Linked DNA regions of Triticum aestivum: region 1 is linked to region 2. Evidence: chromatin contacts called from public Hi-C data. All regions are on one chromosome and are shown on one strand. Each heading gives the region's core, a stretch centred on a gene start, on an enhancer-like site or on the middle of the called end of the contact. The rest is flanking DNA. Distances are from core to core; before and after follow the strand shown.

What was found. A called contact is a pair of places that touch in the nucleus more often than the background predicts.
Region 1: a Hi-C map of leaf shows a contact between it and region 2, with 10 times the contacts expected there. The contact joins the promoter of LOC123180350 here to the enhancer-like site in region 2. A contact is called at or near these places in 3 of 5 Hi-C or Micro-C datasets (leaf and an unstated tissue) and 1 of 1 datasets of contacts at active chromatin or transcription factors (leaf).

Annotation. Positions count from the first base shown.
Region 1 is chr1D:69,388,049-69,391,279 of IWGSC CS RefSeq v2.1, reverse strand. LOC123180350 (diacylglycerol O-acyltransferase 3) reads right to left here and starts at 1,519. Exons shown (of 2, transcript XM_044592387.1): 1 at 1,128-1,519; 2 at 1-762. The coding sequence starts at 1,403.
Region 2 is chr1D:69,115,957-69,119,469 of IWGSC CS RefSeq v2.1, reverse strand. No RefSeq gene overlaps it. Among protein-coding and RNA genes, the nearest start is that of LOC123165486, 65 kb to the right of the region's middle. Within about 2 kb of position 1,984, at least 1 of the 8 cell types and tissues checked has an H3K27ac peak or open chromatin away from gene starts, as enhancers often do.

The DNA.
Region 1 (3,231 bases), core at 270-2,769, 270 kb before region 2:
AAACTCCTGCAGGACGGCGAGCGAGCCCGCCTTCTTGCATTTGCCACCCATGCAGACCTCGATTCTGTTCAGCACTGGTTTTTCGACAACCGCAATGCTGGTGGTAGTGCGCTGCATTGCATTTGCAGACCCAGAAATGATCTGAGCATCCAGTGCAACGGAGTCTGAGATTTGTGGCACTATGATGGGGAAAACTGTGCTTGCAGATGGTGTTCGAGGCACAGAAATGGTGGCACAGCGGCTCATTCTGACGACTTCCCCTTCACACTCACTGTTGCTGGACTCCGATGAGCATGAACTGTCCTCATCCTTGCAGGAATTCAGTGTGGCCATCCTCTTCTCTTCCTCCTTTTTCATCTTCATGGCCTTCTTTGCAGCTTTCTTTTGTTCCTTCTCCCTCTTCTTCATGGCCTTCATCGCAGCCTTGTCAAAATCCATTGCCGGAGCTGTTGCAATGTTGGATGCAGCAATTTGGGGCACTGACATTGACATCGCCATTCCTTGCTCAATTGCAGGCATCGATGTGGTGGCAACACAACTCATTTTCATGGACTGCTCTTCCTCACACTCACTCTCGCTTGATTCAGAGGAGCCATCTCCACAGTTCATTGCAGCCTTCTTCGCTTCCTTCTGCTGCTTCTTCAGTGCTTTCATGGCAGCCTTCTCCTCTTTCTGCTTCTTCTTCAGCTCGTCCTTCTTCTTCAGCTCGTCCTCTGCATCCTTCATCTGATTCAACTCCTTTAGCAGCAGCTCAGTGGCTTCCTGTATTCATAGTTCCCCGCAGATCAGAGCTCAACTTTATCATAATTTGCACAAAAAGTACGTTGCAAAATCAGCCAGCTAATTTACCACCAAATTCATGTTTCAATAAAAGCACGGTGCTAAAATGTCCAAACAGTTTCCCAGAATTACCAAGAAACAGAAGAAATCTAAATCTTTATGTTTAGCTACATGGGGAAATGAGTAGTGTTTATGTTTGAGACCAAATCAAACATTGCGTCAACGCCATTCAAATCCTTCCGCGACAGCTATTCGCAATAAAACACTACAATTACCCCAATTCGAAGCATAAATGGAGAACAGAACAGCAAATCGACAGGTGAGGAGGAGGGAGGCAGAGCGCTCACCGAGAGGATCTTCTCCTTGGCCGGGTCGCCGGCGACAAGGCCCATGGCCCGGAGCTTGGTAAGGTCCCTCGCCGCCGCCTCCACCGCCTTCCGCGGCGGCGCCTCGTAGTACCTGAGGTGCGCCTCGTCGGCGAATCCCCCGCCTACGCCTCTGCCTCCGCGGCCGACGCAGGACACCCTGGCCGGCATCCGCCTTCTCCTCTCCCTCGGAACCACCGGATACCCCGACGCCAACGATCGCCGGAGGGCAGCAGCGCCGGTTGCGGCGAGCTCCATGGTGCGTTGCGGCGAGATCCCTTTCCGCGTTCCCCGTTCCCCCTTTCTCCACCTCCCAAATCCGTCTGCGCGTTTAGACGCTTCGTCACGCCTCCTTGCATACGAATTTACAGTTATACCCTTCGGGCATACGTGGCGTGTTGTGTGCGGGGAAGCGGCTATGCATTCCTTACGTGGACAAATGAGGAGGTCTTCACTCCACGATTGCTGCTGACTACGAGGTAGTCCACACTCGTCCATGCGCTTAGGCTGATCATAGTGGGAAATAAGTGTAGTAAGATAGATGAAAACCGCCCCCACCTTCCCTGCCCCTCCACCTCCTTCCTCTCGTGTCGCCGCCGGCACACATCGTCGGGCAAGGCCCCGCCAGCGCCTGGCGGGGGCGGGCCTCCCCCCCCCCCCACGCGAGTAGTGCTCTCGCGTGCGAGCACGCCACCAGTGGGGCGTGCGCGGCGGTCTTCGAAGCTCCGGCAGCGCTCTCGCTTGTGCGGTGTGGCGTGTCGTCTCGGTCATCCTATTTGAAAGGATCGATATAGTTGACTAGAGGGGGGGTTGAATAGGCAACTAACAATTTTTAGCTTTTCTTTATCAATTTAAACTTTGCATCAAAGTAGGTTGTCTAGATATGCAACTAGGTGAGCAACCTATATGATGCAACAACAATAAGCACTCAAGCAAGCAAAGGATACAACACAAAATAAGCTTGCACAAGTAAAGCTACGATATAACCAAGAGTAAAGCCGGTGAAGACGAGGATGTGTTACCGAAGTTCCTTCCTTTTGATGGGAAGTACGTCTCCGTTGGAGGGGGTCTGGAGGCACAATGTTCCCCAAGAAGCCACTAGGGCCACCGTATTCTCCTCATGCCCTCACACAATGCGAGATGCCGTGATTCCACTATTGGTGCCCTTGGAGGCGGCGACCGGACCTTTACAAACAAGGTTGGGGCAATCTCCACAACTTAATTGGAGGCTCCCAACGACACCACGAAGCTTCACCACAATGGAATATGGCTCCGCGGTGACCTCAACCGTCTAGGGTGCTTAAACACCCAAGAGTAACAAGATCCGCAAGGGATTAGTGGGGGGAATCAAATTTCTCTTGGTAGAAGTGTAGATCATGGCCTTCTCAAGCAATCCCTAGAAAATCAACAAGTTTGATTGGATAGGGAGAGAGATCGGGCAAAAATGAAGCTTAGAGCAATAATGGAGCTTGGGGATGGAAGAGATAGTCAACTCGGAGAAGAAGACTCCCCTTTATAGTGAGAGAACAAATACAACCGTTATCCACTAACTCAGCCCGCGATGACCGGTACTACCGCACACACCAAGCGGGACTACCGCACGAGCCCACCGTACTACCGCAAGGCCCTGCGGTACTACCGCTGCCGCGGCAGGAGCTAACCCAAACCCGTGGCAAAGAAGCCGAGGGCGGTAGAACCGCTGGCGCGGTACTACCGCTCCCCCTTGCGGTACTACCGCAAGGTAGGGTGGTCTAGACTGGGAAGGCACAAACATATAAAAATACATCCGTGGCTACTTCCGCTAAGTTCCGATCGATGCAAAAACCCGACACGGTACTACCGCAAGCCTGGAGCGGTACTACCGCGTAGGGAGCGGATGTAAAAAATTGCATCCGCCCCTACTTCCGCCCATGCTGCTGCCCATGGTACTACCGCAAGCCAGAACACCCTGAGGATCATGCTACAGTAACTCTCTGTGATTAAGCTAATCATGTTGCTAAACAGGGCATGATCACATTTGGAATCACACTTCTTTTCAAACTCCTAGTTCAAACTTCAATTAAATTTAAAAGGGGAAAATAAAAGT
Region 2 (3,513 bases), core at 735-3,234:
TTGAGTTTATTTGATGTTCAGCCCCTGAGGCTTTATCTATGTAAGACTTGACCATAATGGTCATAATTTGTGTAAGACAGTATGTAGGGATGTAGGACTCTTGTTATTTAGTTTCTGTGTGTTCAGTGAGCATTGATCTCTGGGATCACTATACACGTGCATTCGGTGATCTCAACTTATGAGTCGGGGTCCCCACACGTCGCCACCTTGGGCCGTTGGGCGAAACCCCTGGACGGGTGTGGTCCACACGTACCACATGCCCGTTCTGCTGGCCCCCGCGTCGGGTGTTCTCGCCCCCGTCCAGCGGGCCACCAGGCGTTCTTCGGTGCCCCGCAGCAGCCGGCCGACTACGCTGCCCCGCTAGCCTTGTCACTCTTCAGCGGCTATGGATAGCCCCCTCCGGTGCAGCCCTATGGGGCCTTCCCCACGCTGCAGGCCCCCCCGCCATAGGACCCCGCTCTTCTAGCTGCACCGTTACCGAGCCATTACGACGGTGGAGGCGATTGGTACATGGACTCGGGCGCCACCGCTCACATGACATCATCCTGACGGTGTCCGCTCCTGAGCTCCTTCAGCGGCTTACAGCTCGTCTTCGTGATGATTTTGCCCTCAAGGACTTGGGGCCCCTGCATTACTTCCTCGACATCGAGGTGGTCCGACGGGCCGATGGTTTCTTTCTGCATCAGCAGAGGTATGCTCATGAGCTCCTCGAGCGTGCTGGCATGCTTAACTGCAAGCCCGCCGCCACACACGTCGACACAAAGGCCAAGGTCTCTGCCATGGAGGGCTCTCCCGTGTCCGATGCGGTGTTGTATTGCTCTATTGTCGGTGCCCTACAGTACCTGGCACTGACGCGTCCGGACGCAGTACGATGTTCAGCAGGTGTGCCTTCACATGCACTCTCCGTGTGACTCTCATTGGGCATTGGTGAAGCGTATCCTTCATTACATATGCGGCACTATGTCCTTTGGACTCACGTTGACGGCCTCTGCCTCCCTCGACCTCGTTGCCTACTCTAATGCGGACTGGGCAGGATGCCCCGACACACGACGTTCTACATCCGTCTACTGTGTCTACCTAGGGCCATCGCTGATCTCTTGGTCATCCAAGCGACAACCCACAGTCTCCCGTTCGAGTGCTGAGGCGGAGTATCGGACAGTGGCTAATGTCGTTGCCGAATGCTCCTGGCTTCGACAGCTTCTCCAGGAGTTACTTTGTGATGTTCACAAAGCCACGCTTGTCTACTGCGATAACGTCTCCGCTGTCTACCTCTCCGCCAACCCGGTTCATCATCGGCGAAAGAAGCATATTGAGCTCGATATTCACTTCGTTCGCCAGCAGGTGGACTTTGGCCGCATTCGGATTCTCCACGTTTCGACGGCGCAACAATTCGCTGATGTGATGACTAAGGGATTGCCTACTCCCGTCTTTGAGGAGTTCAAGTCCAGTCTCTGCGTCTCTTCCGCCGCTTCGACTACAAAGGGTGTTGAACATATGGTTTTGCATGTATATTTTGTATATCCTGGCCCACCTCCTATTCTTTGTATAGTAGAGGTTGAGGCCCACATTGTAGCCCATATATACGTGCATATGCACCTGATCAATGTCATCGTGAGTTGCATTGCCAAACCTCTCTTCTACAAGCATGACAACTTTCGTGCTTTAGTTTATTTTTGACAGAAACTTGGCGTGTATCACTAGAATTTGTCATTCTTGCGTGACTGAAATTGCCACTCAAAAAACGTCATGACAGAAGCGCCACGCACATGACGTGTAACACTTATCATTTAGGAAGAATAATTAGTAGTCTCTACACAATAGCTTTTGTGTATGCAGTTTTCTTGTGTAGAAAAATCAGTACGAGCAATCAATCACTGCGCCGTCCTTGGTCCAACCACCCTATAGCTGCTACGAGTAGCTGCGGCTCAGCGGCGTGTAGTACCTCCCCTCACTCTCCTCTTGAACGGTACTCCCTCTGTTCCATAATATAAGAACGTTTTAGACACTACATTAATGTAAAAAAACGTTACGGAGGGAGTACTATACTTGTACAGTTGTACTGTTCGCCCGTCGGCCGTTCAATTAAGTAGGCTTTCGCGTCATTGGCAGATCATCCGGAAAACCGGTGTTTGTGATCATCAGGAAATGCGTTCCCATCACATCCATGTGTTCCAACACAGAGCCTCTACGGCGACACCCAGAGCATAGCTAAAGAGAAAAAAGAAACCTCTACAGTGTCTGCCTAGATGCCCACTGATGTGATTCGACAATACTTCATTTTTTACTCCCTTCGTTTCAAATATAGTGCGCCTACGTTTTCCGAGGTCCAACTTTGACCATAAATTAAACCAACGAGACCGACTGCGGCAGGAGAAAAAAAAATATAATTGAAAACTTCTTTTGAATACGAATTCATTGGTATAACTTTTGCTCCCGCCGCAGTCGGTCTCGTTGGTTAAATTTATGGTCAAAGTTGAAGTACGGGAATAGAGGAAACATTATATTTTAGAACAGAAGGAGTATTAGTGTATGATGCACCATATGGGCGATGATCATCCTCTCCTAGTAGTATGTTTAGTCATTTCCTCAATTCTTCTTTTCCCATTCCCTCTTTTTGAGGGCGTGCGAGGGGATAGAGTTAGGACGGGATAGTTGCAACCACTCTGGCGGGTTTTGTTTGTCTCTGATTCTTTTTCCCTGAATTGTGGTAGACGGAAAAGGTGAGACGATGCCGGCCTCTTTCCGTTTCCCAATCATTCGAGCCAGCTCAAAAATCCCAATGATTTAACGGATGGATTCCTAAAGCATGCATCTCAGCATTATATGCCATGGCGACGAGAGCTGGTATGCATTGGAGGATTTGAATCATTGGTTCTTATTTTATTTTTATTTTCGGGAGAAATCGTTCTTAGGTTGTTGATGAAAATTAGTTGAACACACATATGATTCACGTGTACTTTTAAACTGACAATGGTTCGGCGCCGCCACGCCACTGCTCGTAAGTTTTGGTGCGTCTCTCCTCGTCGACTCCACGTTGTCTCTAAAACTCTGTTTTGTACTAGTGGCTGTAGCACCACCAACGAGCCGTGGACGACCGGGCGTCAATGGTGACCAATCATGAAGGTGTGTTTTAGCTTAGTGGCAGCACTACTGCACTGCAACTGGAGTTTCTTCTGATCAACAACCTTAAGCCGTGTCCGTGGTGTGCCATGGCTGCGTTCCGACTTCACATCAACTTCATGATCAACTTTGCCAAAGCTATGGAGAGGAGTAACCATATTTGTTACGTGCGGCCGGGCGCTGCTATGTACCACCTGTAACGAAACACGAGCATGGGTGTCGCTCACGCCGGTTGAATGGGCGTCGCTCCAGGTTGATCCGTTTTGTTAAAAGAAGTGTGATCTGTTTTTTTTTCGAGAAAACTTCCGATCTATACATACATCTTCAATCATGATAGTACAACGAACCCCAGAAATAATAAAAAATATATCCAGATCCGTAGATCACCTAGCG